Regions from separate parts of the Cyprinus carpio genome. Here region 2 is linked to region 1. A link is a contact called in public Hi-C data. All regions are on one chromosome and are shown on one strand. Each heading gives the region's core, a stretch centred on a gene start, on an enhancer-like site or on the middle of the called end of the contact. The rest is flanking DNA. Distances are from core to core; before and after follow the strand shown. Region 1 overlaps LOC109102876 (ski-like protein). Region 2 holds the start of LOC109068575 (protein kinase C iota type-like).

Evidence for each region. A called contact is a pair of places that touch in the nucleus more often than the background predicts.
Region 2: a contact with region 1 is called in a Hi-C map of skeletal muscle, with 4 times the contacts expected there. The contact joins the promoter of LOC109068575 here to the enhancer-like site in region 1. A contact is called at or near these places in 5 of 8 Hi-C or Micro-C datasets (liver, red blood cells and skeletal muscle).

What each region holds. Positions count from the first base shown.
Region 1 is chrA2:18,686,399-18,692,435 of ASM1834038v1, reverse strand. It overlaps LOC109102876 (ski-like protein), which reads left to right. Exons shown (of 8, transcript XM_019116221.2): 3 at 4,519-4,623. Among protein-coding and RNA genes, the nearest start is that of nadkb, 15 kb to the right of the region's middle. Within about 2 kb of position 3,760, at least 1 of the 8 cell types and tissues checked has an H3K27ac peak or open chromatin away from gene starts, as enhancers often do.
Region 2 is chrA2:18,727,223-18,733,259 of ASM1834038v1, reverse strand. It overlaps LOC109068575 (protein kinase C iota type-like), which reads left to right and starts at 2,196. Exons shown (of 18, transcript XM_042776845.1): 1 at 2,196-2,556; 2 at 5,594-5,715. The coding sequence starts at 2,477.

The DNA of each region.
Region 1 (6,037 bases), core at 2,511-5,010:
GGATTTATTCACAAGTTTGGGAGAGATTCTGTCTATTTTGTACACACAGGGACTTATTCAAGAAAAGTGGGAGGTAAAAAAAAATAATTTGTGTCTTCCATTCTTGCATCATTTGTTACATTAATTTTGTTGGGACAGTTTACATATGAATGAATTTAAATTCATCTGCTCGTGTTTCGTGGAAAAAATCCATGGAATGTGTATTTGCATCACAATTAAGTGTTTTTGAAAGAACCCTTCTGCTCATCAAGGCTGCATTTGTTTGATTAAAAATACAGTAAAAATTTTTATATTTCATATTCATACAGTTTTCTATTTTAAAATGTAATTTATTCATGTGATGCAAAGCTGAATTTTCAGCAGACTTCAGTCTTCAGTGTCACATGATGCTACAGAAATCATTCTAATATTTTGATTTTGAATTCAAATTTTTTTTCTTATTAATATTAAAACAGCTGCTTAATATTTTTGTGGAACTCTTGATGCATTTTTTCATGACTCTTTGATGAATAGAAAGTTTAAGAAAACAGCATTTATTTGAAATGAAAATCTTATTGAAATCTTTTGTAACATTTTAAATGTCTCTTTTGATCAAATTAATGCATCCTTTCTGAATAAAAGTATTAATTTATTAAAAAAATCTTATTGACCCAAACTGTCTGAATTGTTGTCTGTGTATCTGCATATTAAAGATTAAACGTTCTTACAGTGATTATGTTCATCGCTTTGTTTTGTTTTTTCTTTGAGGACATACAAATGACTTGATGCTAGCAAGGATACAATGTAATATTTTACATCCATTAGTAATAAAAAACAGAGTCACCATTGTAGATCTCTCTTTGGTTCCATCTCTTCCTCCGTTTTATCGCTTTAGCCCGCATCAAGTTGGCCTACTTTTGTCCACAGTCCAGCCCACATGGAAAAGATGCCTCATCAGTATACCACAGAGCGCACTGAGCACTTTTCCAGTGTGATGAATGAAATGGAGGTAAAATCCTCAGTGATTTTCGTGACTCATTATTTGATGTGACATTTTTACACACACTTGGATTACAAATGCAAAACAAACAGCTGACAGCTGGACTAAAAGGATAATTCACCCAAAAATTCTGCCATCATTTACTTACCTTCATGTTGTTCCAAAATGTATGACTGACTTTCTTCTGAGTAAATGATAGCTGAATTTTCATTTTTGGGTGATCTATTTCTTTAAACATGCAATTAAATGAGGTTATGGTACAACAACATATACTGTCTGAAACCCAATATGCAATAAACAACATGCTAGTCTTCCATTTTGAAAACAGCCATTGTTTTAAGTTTGTAAATGATTTGCGACAACCTACATTTGTCCACCATGCACCCGGCTCACACGTGCACTTTTGTTTTTTTCCAGCAGTGCTAATGGTGTGTGAATAGGAGACCTGTGTAGGGAGTACAGTGAGGGGCCCCAGCAGCCCTCTGTGTGTTTGTGACTGAAAACTGCCCGTTTGCACTGCATTTCGCTTTTTACATACCCTCTGCCAGAGCTGCAACAGATGGACACACAATCACCCTCGTGTGCCGCCTTTCACACGAATTGTGCTAACTGTGTGTGTGAGGTACTTACAATGAAAAAGCTACTCATGAGTCCAGACACACTCAGTGTCACATACAGTTTCAATTAAATGCTTTTATACATGTGTATACATCAAAAAGGACAGATATGCATTAAATGGCATTCTCTCAAAGGTCATCATGTTGTATGATGGTGTGAGGCTGGCCTAGATAAGATTCATCATCAGCCTGTATGGCTCGTAATTCCCCTCTAACGGCATAGCTCATAAAACTTGCTCGTGCGGGAACTGCAAAGACCTTGCGCGTGTTTACGACTCTTTCCTGTCAATATCTGTGTGTACAGTTGTTTTTTCGTAGCTGTTTTCATCAGGGGATCTCCGTAGTTAGTAATACAGTGATGCGGTCAGGTGTGCACATGCTACAGTGTTCGTTGTCAGAGCCAAAGTGGAATTTGTGTTTGTGTGTCAGTGACCTCATTGTGCCTGTTTCGAGGGAGCGCACGTGAATTTGACGGGGGTTTAAAGCATTCTCGGTTAGATCTAGGAAGTTGCTTTGGTGCTCACGTTAGCGAGCTGATGTGGGCGCGCCGGAGATCATGGACTCTGGTACTGAAGAACAAGTGGTCAGTGTGTGCTTGTGAACATGCATGCACTGATGAGTTCATTTCAAATAAGTGAGCCGCAGGAATTCTAACTCCCATCATACCGATGTGGGCCTCCTTTCTCTCTCACATGCTCTTAAGCAGAGTATCACATATGCTTGTGTCAAACAGGGCTTTGCGTCCTCGGGGTGTTTGTGTTATTGTTCTGAACGCATGTCGAGTCTTGAGGGATTTGTGTTACATTTGTCAGCCGTGCAGAGTATGTAGTGTTACAGAGTATGATTGTGTGTGTGGGGCTTTAACACACTAATTAAAAAGAGATTAGATACGGCTGAAGTGTTGCGTCCCTGGAAGAGAGCACAGAGAGAAACTCATAACAGCCTGATCCATAGGGTTTGGGACTTGAGAAATAACCGTTCAAGAAAACTGTCGTTTACAAACTATACATTACAACGGCCTTCTCAGCTGGTGCTTTCTTACCACTTTGTTAATTTAGCACGTCACGTATATATGGTGGATTTATATAGTGTATCTCGTGTTTGTGCGTTTGGGAGCGGGAGACACCTGTTCCAGTGTAATTTTCTCATGTCCTTGAGGAGAACAGTGCAATAACTCTTTCAGTAAACAGTGGCCACAGCTTTCGCAAAACTATCACAATCACTACTTTCACCATGTGCCGCAGGCTAGCTAGATAAATCCTCTTGTTTTTGTGTTTTTGCTCGAAGGTCTTGTGTCAAGGCTGCACTGCTTCTAACGTGGTACAGCGGATTGAAAGCTCTAATATGAAACAGTGTATATGGCCTCTCTATGGCTATGTTCAAAATAGCATACTACTTTTGCTGTATCTGCAGTATAGAAAGTTTATGTATGTATGCATGGATGTATGTATGTATGTATGTATGTATATGTACTCTGCATAATACGATCATTATCAGTGTGCATAGAATCCCCGCATGACCTAATATAAAATGTGCTGCGTCTAACTGTATCCCACAATGCAACGCACCTGATTTGACCTTCTAATTCCAGTATGATGAATAAATTGGAGTCAGACTGCCTAGACATTTTTGTACAATTGTGGATTAAACATGCAAAAGTATCCATATTTATTTCCCATGATAAGAGCCTACTTTTAATTTTCACATATAGCCAGAGGCTTTGGAAATTTTTTGAACGGTTTGTCTTACATCTGTACTAAGTCTGTGTTTTTTGTTTAGTTTCTTAGGCTGTTTATTACATTTTGCATTTTGTAATGTCTAATTTCTGCTAAGTTGCAATAATAAAATAAGTCAATAAATAAAGCCAAAACACTGTACTTACTACTTTTTATAATGTGTACTGTGCAGTATATTAGTACACTGAATATTGAGAATATTGAACCAGTTTTAAGCATTAGAATTGCATACTTGGCTCTTGAGGGATGAGAGCTCACTTCATAGACTGTAAATGTAAAGATCGGAGACTGCTTGATTGCATGTGTCATGGCTGAGGAGGGAGTGTTGGCTGGGCCGTGAAGTGTGGAGAAATGGCCCAGTAGACATAGTGTGCGTGCTTGTCAAGGTTAGATGGGCTCACCACTGCAGTGTGCTCATTGTTTCTGCCCCCCTCGGCAGCTGCCAACCCCTCCCTCGTGCTGCAGTCCTCCTCTTCCCTCAAGAAAAACAGCCCTATCTCCTACACACACATTTTCTTACATTTAGCGCCAGTGTATGGGGTTGCCATGTCACCCCACCACTGTACAGCTGCTTTATGTTGTGCAATGACATTGCCATTCATTCTTAAGGCAACAGGAAACAGGAGATCCCGTAGTCTGCAGGAAGTTGTAATTTACTCTGGATAAAACATGTTTCTTCCTCTTCTGACACTCACCCATCAACTACTGTAAGTGTCTCTTTGATGGAGGGACAAAGATGTGCGTTGCACTTTCTGGTTTGCTCTGTCAAAGAGAGGATGTTACGGTTTGTAAATATTAGAAACACACATATGAATCATACAGTCTTAAGAAGCGAATGGTTGTTATGGCGGATGAATGTAAGGTCTCTATCCTTCTGTGTCAGCTATATTAAGCTCTGTCTGAGTCTGATAACCATCAGCACGGAGCTTGCCCTGGATTCATGGTGTGTGACTTGCACGCACACAAACACACACACACACACACACAAACACATATGTACAAGCTTCACAGTGTGTTTGTCGAACACGTTAAGCAGAGGAGGTGACAGACAGATTGAATGTGGTGATTTATGCACAAGCTCTGTGATATCAGATGTATTACATGTCTGAACGCTTTCAGCTAAGTGTTAACACTTTTGTGAATGAGGTTGTGCTCATAAAGCATGTGTTTGTGTGTTTTCTCGCAGAAGGTGGCGGATGACGACAGTCAAGGAAGGAAGTCCAGTCCTGTACCCTGCCCACCTAACAGCAAGCTGTCTGATGGCATCCTGGAAAAAAAGCTACCTTCTAAGGTACCGCATCGCTTTACAACAAAGTCCATTTAATGCAAGTCAGGCTACTCGACGGACATCTTAGCATCGATCCCTGGCAGCTGTTTTCTATCTAAGCAATAGACCTGCGAGTATCATGTGTGCTTAAATGCGGACTGTCTAAAATCTCCAAAATTGTTTGGTGTGTAATAACAGTTTAATAATTTATAGGATCTGACAAAAGTTATTTCATAAATGTAACTTCGTTAGCTGAAATTAGGCTAATAAGGCAGTGTACAGTGGGACCTCCTTTTCAACAGTTGCCATTTTAAGCATTCTCCAAATTAATTGTTCTTAAAGTGGTCTGTCTCCTCCTTGTCTCTGTTTACACGCAGGCACAGAACAGCCTCCCCGTTTATCCACACACTTCCTCATCTGGTCAGAAGCAGGAAACAGCTTCTCTCTATCTTACTCACTCATACTCATTGTAGGCCTCAAAACCGACCTCACCTTTCTCACCCACCCCTAGACAACTCCCACATTCAAACCCCTTCCTCTCATTTTCTCTTTCAGTCATTCAGAAATATCTCAATTCACACGCACAAGAGCCCCAGCAGCCATTTGGGTGTAACCCTGTGGTCTTTTTATTTTTATTACGGGTGACGATTTTGGGTTGACCTAATGACAGTTGGTCAGGGTTAAGTTGTAAACAGTGTCCAAACTGTTTCATGCAAACCACTTTCAGAGGAAGGCATTGTTTACCAATAACACAGTACAGTTCAAAAGTTTGAGATCAGTAATTTTTTTAAAGTTAGTATAAAAGTTGAAAGAAGTCTCTTATGCTCACCAATGGTGCATTTATTTGATAGAGAATACAGTAAAATCTGTAGTATTGTGAAAATATTAAAATTTTTAATAACTTATATATTTTAAGATGTAATTTATTCCTCTGATAGCAAAGCTGAATGTTTTAGCATCCATTACTCCAGTCTTCAGTGTCACGTGATCCTTCAGAAATCATTCTGATTTGGTGCTTAAAAACAGTTGTGCTGCTTACTATTTGTGTGAAAACGCAACTATGTAAATGTTGTTGTTATTCTATTTAAATACATTTTTTATTGTAATTTTCTTAACGGTAGTGTATTTTTCTGGTGATTTGTTTGAAAGCGGATGATGTTAATCACAGTCTTTTGACTTTTGACTATATTGTGCTTGTTGTGTAAATGTTAATTCACTGGCCAGGCAATCTATTTGTTTGATATTTGATGAAGTTTGTTAAAGTATTTTGACTTTTGACTAGTATACCTCACCCAGCCTTTACATCAACAATCGAACAGCCAGAAACCCTCCCGGGCTGTTTCACTTAATGCTGTCTTTATCTTATCCTCATCATTAATGCTCTACCTGTCAGCCTGTGCTCTGTGGCCACTGATGGATGAATTCTTCTCATGCATAC
Region 2 (6,037 bases), core at 947-3,446, 42 kb before region 1:
AACACACCGAACAGATGACTATACGAGCAGGTTCTTTTTATTCAGTCAGTCGGAACAGTTACTGAATTAATTTGACTTAATAATGCACAAGTTATGACTTCTTCGTGTCTGACTCGGTTACTGCGTTATGCTGTACAGTACAGTTTAAAGGACTGCACATATTCAGCATCTCAATTACTTTCAATAATTGTATTTTTCTGATTTGTTATCCGTTCTATTAAAATCTTTGGATTAAATTATTTCAAATATTTCTTCTTCAGAACTAGTGGAAATCGTGAGAAAATCTAAGGATGCAAAATGTAAACATCTTATGTTGGTAAAATTTGTTTTTCATTAAATCCCAAGAATAGCAATAGAACTATTTGTACCCCTTTACAAAGAGTTACTGTACTTTATGTTTTGTCTCATTGGATCTCTTTATTAAATGGAAAATTGATTTGCAGGAGAAATGTGTGGTTGTTACCGCAGAAATATCATCTTAGAAATAAGATTAAAGAAATTTCTTATTATCTTATTCACAGATTTTATCCAGCAAATCATTATTTACAAAATTTAAAAAAAAGGCATATATATAAATTGTATTTATTTTTGTAATAAATATGAAGAAACTGCCTTGCACTTGTTTTGGCACTGTACATACTGTACATATGGTGTAAGGTTCAGAAATGTATTCATGAAAATATTCAGTGTTCAAGACCTTTTTCACTCTTATGGGAAAATTTACTCTTTGAGTTTACGAACTATTCTGACCAAGAGGAACAGTACTTTTACTTGATTAATTTACTTACAGCCTCATGATGACCACATTTCACATTCATAAGTGTAAATTTACCAATAAGAAACACAATTTTATGGTTTTGTTGACTGAAATGTGTGTGTGTGTGTGTGTGTGTGTTTTGATTTATTTTTTTAAATTTTATATTTATATACAGTACAGACTAAAAGTTTGGAAACATTACTATTTTTAATGTTTTTGAAAGAAGTGCTCATCAAGCCTGCATTTATTTGATCAAAAATACAGAAAAAATGTAATATTGTGATTATATTATTACAATTTAAAATAATTGTTTTTAAATTTATTATACTTTAAATTATCATTTATTTCTGTGATGCAAAGCTGAATTTTTAGGATCATTATCACATGATCCTTTAGAAATCATTCTAATATGATGATTCATTATCCAAAGTTGGAAACAGTTCTGCTGCTTAATATTTTTTCAGAACATGTGATCTTTTTTTTAGGATACTTTGATGAATAAAAAGTAAAAAAAAAAAAAAAATTTATATTTGTTTTTAAAATATAAATATTTTGTAATTAACAATATTCACTACTGGTCAGTAATTTGTAATTTTTTTTTCTTTCTTTTTTTTTAAAAAATAAAATCAATACTTTTAATCAGCAAGGATGTGTTAAATTGATAAAAAGTGATAGTAAAGAAAATATATTATTAGAATATATATTATTAGAATTTTTTTTTAATTTTGAATAAATGCAGTTCTTTTTAACCTTTTATTCATTAAATATATTAGACAGCAGAGAACTGTTTCCAACACTCATAATAAATCAGAATATTTAGAATGATTTCTAAATGATCATGTGATAGATTTTTGTTTAAAGCGCTATATGAATGATGGTGTATTGATTCTGAAAATTCAGCTTTGCATCACAGGAATAAATTAATAGAAAACTATTATTTTAAGTTGTAATAATATTTCACAATATTACTTTTTTTCTGTATTTTTGATCAATTAATGCATGCTTGATGAGCAGAAGAAACTTCTTTCAAAAACATTAAAAATAGTAATGTTTCCAAACTTTTGGTCTGTACTGTATATATATATATATATATATATATATCTATATATATATATATATATATATATATATATATATATATATATGTATATATATTTATATATATCTGCGAACTACTTCCTTTGCTGCTCTTCTCCACCCTCTTCGAAGTCTGGGTGCTATAATCGGAATGCCACCGGACGCTTCCATCCAACCGAATTCAATTAAACATGATAAATATACGCCATAACATTAAACATATAGCGGACATTTAATATTTTCTCTTTCTCTAAACTGTCTACACAAACATTTTTTTTCTGATACTAACAGTAACCAATAATGTGTAATGTTTTTGTTGGAAATCATCCCCCCCCCCCCCCCCCCTTCTGCATTCCGCTGTTTGGATCATTCCGTCTCGAGGCTGGAGCGAGAGAAGAGAACGGAGTGTTTCCCGTCAGCCACGGAAGTTTTACTAGTCCTAGTAATTTCTGTCAGAACTTGAATAATACTATTTCAGACAGGCCCATTCTACGACCGGGGTCAACACTATTTTGGACCAAAGAATAAGTCCAGTTTTCTAATTCCGGTTGTTATTTTTTCTCTCTCTCGTTGGACGACATCGGGATAGCCTCATTAGCTAAGTTAGCTCGCTAGCCGGAGTAACGTTACGGAGACTTCATAATGCCCACGCTGCGGGACAGCACCATGTCCCACCCCGGAGAAAACCCGCACCAGGTCCGGGTAAAAGCTTATTACAGAGGGTGAGTAGCCAGTGAGCCAGCGCTGTCTTTTTAGATGTTTCGATACACTTACAATCTTATCTTGACCTCTTTATTTGTGTGGTGTTGGGATAAACACAAATAAATAATTAGCCAGCTAGCAGGCAGTGTTAGCAAAGCCCAAAACAAAACTGTCAAGTGAAACCACCTCCAGTAAAACAGCCGTTTCTTCATTTCTTCCTCTTCAGCTGGTTTTCTTTTCGTATCATAGTTCACGTAAACATACTAATTATATGTTTGTGTACTGTTTGTGAGTTAAGATGATTATGGCTTATGATGGGATGTTTTCAGAGCTGCGCCTGTCATGGAGCTAGCTCTCTGCCTGTTTATTATAACATTTGCGTTCTCTATGTCACATTTAGGTAATTCTGTATAACAGTGTAATTAAGGCAAAACTAAAGTCACATGTACCTGAAATGAAATTCGTTAAATGATATATGCAAACATTTCGTTCATGTTATGAACACAATATGTAGATCATCATATTATTTGTACCAGGTTTATTTCTAAACGAGTACATCAGTGAATTGTTATCAGACTGGGACGTAACAACCTGTAAACCTGTAAATTTGTTTCCTGTTCCTCTTACAGTTTAGGGAACAATTCTTGGTTTGCTGTGAAATAACTTTTATGTGCATAAAGGAGCACGTTTATGTATAACTGATTTCAATCAGATTTTCTTTCATGATGACGTGTGCACTTGTTAATCACTTGAAATACTTGTATGACTAGTATCTTTTGCCAGACCTGTTGGAGACTGATCTGTTCACACTCCCCATGAGCACTATTGTATGTGTGCAGCTGTCTTTATGATTCAATCAGTTTCAGTCAGTTGCTGATGATAGTGATAATAATAATAGTAATACTTGTCATCATAATTATTATTATTAATACTACTACTACTATTACTATCATCATTATAGGAAAGTGACAGGTCCACCACCATTAGTGGCTCTGAACTGGCCACAGTAATGTTAAAGATCTTCAAAGAAAGTTTCAGTGAAGCTGATTTTGTTTTGGCTTTAAAGAAGAGCTCTGTGGAGAGCCTGAATTGATGGTTCCTGCCTTATAAAATAGTAGCACAGAATTCCTGGGTGTGGACAGTTTTGAACCCCACCATTTGTCCCTGTATGTGTGTTCTCTTTGGTTTCTGTTGTTTTTCAGTAGGTCATTTTAGCCAATCTTTGAACCAGTTTCAGCGTCCTTATTCTGTATAAACCTCTATTGTGGCTGTGATGCAGGCAGTTAGAGGTTGTTCCTTTGGTGTATGGAGGCCTTAATGGCAGGTTTCTGCCCGAATGCAGTAGAGTCTTGAATAGAGTGAAGGACATCTTACTCCCTGCAATTTTTATCTTCTGTTCGAAACCCCCTGAAGCCTGGCAAAGATGTAATTTACAGCCTTAATCTTTCTCTTCCTCTGCCCTAGGTTCTCTCTCGTACTTATTGTACTTATTCACTGATTGCTCTCTTTCTGTCACTCATCTGTTTTTTTGTTATTTTTGTTTGTTTGTTTGTTTGTTTTTGCTCACTGTTATGTGTTGTAGGTCTGTAATAAGCATGTCTTTAAGGAGATTTGACCTTTATTGCAACACATATCTGATTTTTTTTATGGATGTTGAATACAGTAGATATGTTACTTTATGGCTTTATGTCTCTGCCTAATGTCATGGTCATCTGACTTAAAGGGATAGTTCACTAAAACTAAAACTGAAAGTTGTTTACCAATCCTCAGGTCATTCCAAACCTGTATGCCTTTCTTTCTTCTGTAATAGGGCTGTGTGATAATGGTTAAAACAGTGCTTTTTATTATTTCTTCTGTAATAGGGCTGTGTGATAATGGTTAAACTGTTATTAGGGTTTGTTTGACCTCATCTAGTTTAAAAAAAAAAAGAGAGAATTTTCTCAGAATATATTATTTTATGTTCCAAAAAACTCCCCAGATCAAAATAGGTTCTCCCAAATCATATAGGTTTGTAATGATATAAGGGTGAGTATGAGAATTTTTTCTGAATATTTTTTTTTGTTTTTAATGATATTAGGGTGAGTAAACGATGAATGAACAGTCAGTAATAAAACATAGTGCACAACAACTCTTAACTAAATAAATATAGTAAGAATTATTTTTTTTTATGTTACATACCCACTGTTTGGTTTGAATTAATGGTCTTATTTCCTTGTGTATTTTTTCCTTTTACTTTAGTGTCCATGAGCTTGTTTATACCTCCAGGTTCAGAAAATAGTTTTTGAGGTTATGTGAGTCCTATTTGATAGCGTGATGAGTGTATGTTCATTATGCTCCACAGAGGAATGTGTCTTATCCACCTTCTTTTCAGTGATGCTGAGCTCCTGTAGGGTGCATCTGTTCATGCTAAGAGAGTGGGTACAGTGGCAATTATATGCCAGAATAATTTTATATAGTTTGCAAGAGGCTACAATAAGAGGAAATTTATCCCTCTGTAAATATTAGACAAAGCACAGCTCACTGACGCAGAGCTTATAGAATGTCCAAGATATGCATGACAGAAAGCACAGAGCTGCCCTTTAACTTTCATACAGTAGCTTTTTCATAATGATCCTGGATCAGATAAAACCAGCCTTGTGTTTTTCTTTGTCAGAAGGTGGTGTGTAATTTTGTTGCATTGTCTTTTTTATAATGGTCCTGGTTAAGGTATGTGTGGGTTTGTGTTTTGGCTCGTAGACAGGAAGGACTCCCCTGCTGTCAATAATTAACCAAAACAGTGTGAACACAATAGTCAACAGAGGGAAGAAAGATGCTAGGGTGCTTCCTACTTTGGGAATGCGCTAGTAATACAACACAGCTTCCCACAAACTTACCGTATGATACTCCCTGCTGTACTGTATTTGTCTTTTGGTCTTTTAAAAAGGCTCATAGTGTTTTGAGTAAATTTAGAGTTACACAAGTATACAGAATGTCTCCCCACATTTATGATCAGCTTAAATAAAATAAAGAATATTATTGAAATAAATTGTCAATGAATGTCACCTTTTTCTGTTTTAGGGACATCATGATCACACATTTTGATCCCTCCATCTCCTATGAGGGGCTGTGCAATGAGGTGCGGGACATGTGCTCCATGGACAATGACCAGCTCTTCACCATGAAATGGATTGATGAAGAAGGTTTGTCATTTCATATGTTTCTTTACCCTATTTGGCCTTATTTACAGCTGGTATTAATATCTGTCCCTGGTGATCCGATTGCAAGCAGTCAGCTGAGAAAATTGCCATGTACACCTGGTATTAGCATGCATCTTCTGTGACCTCTTATGAGCAGATTTCATTAAGGAGAGACTCTGATCTCATGACTACACATGTAGTCACAAAATGTAAAACTAATTTGATTCTGGACAAGACAAACAAAAATAACAAATACAATGTTTGTGCACACTACATTTTTGTTATCTCTCTCTGTTACAGTAGTGGAAATTTATATGTGAGATTC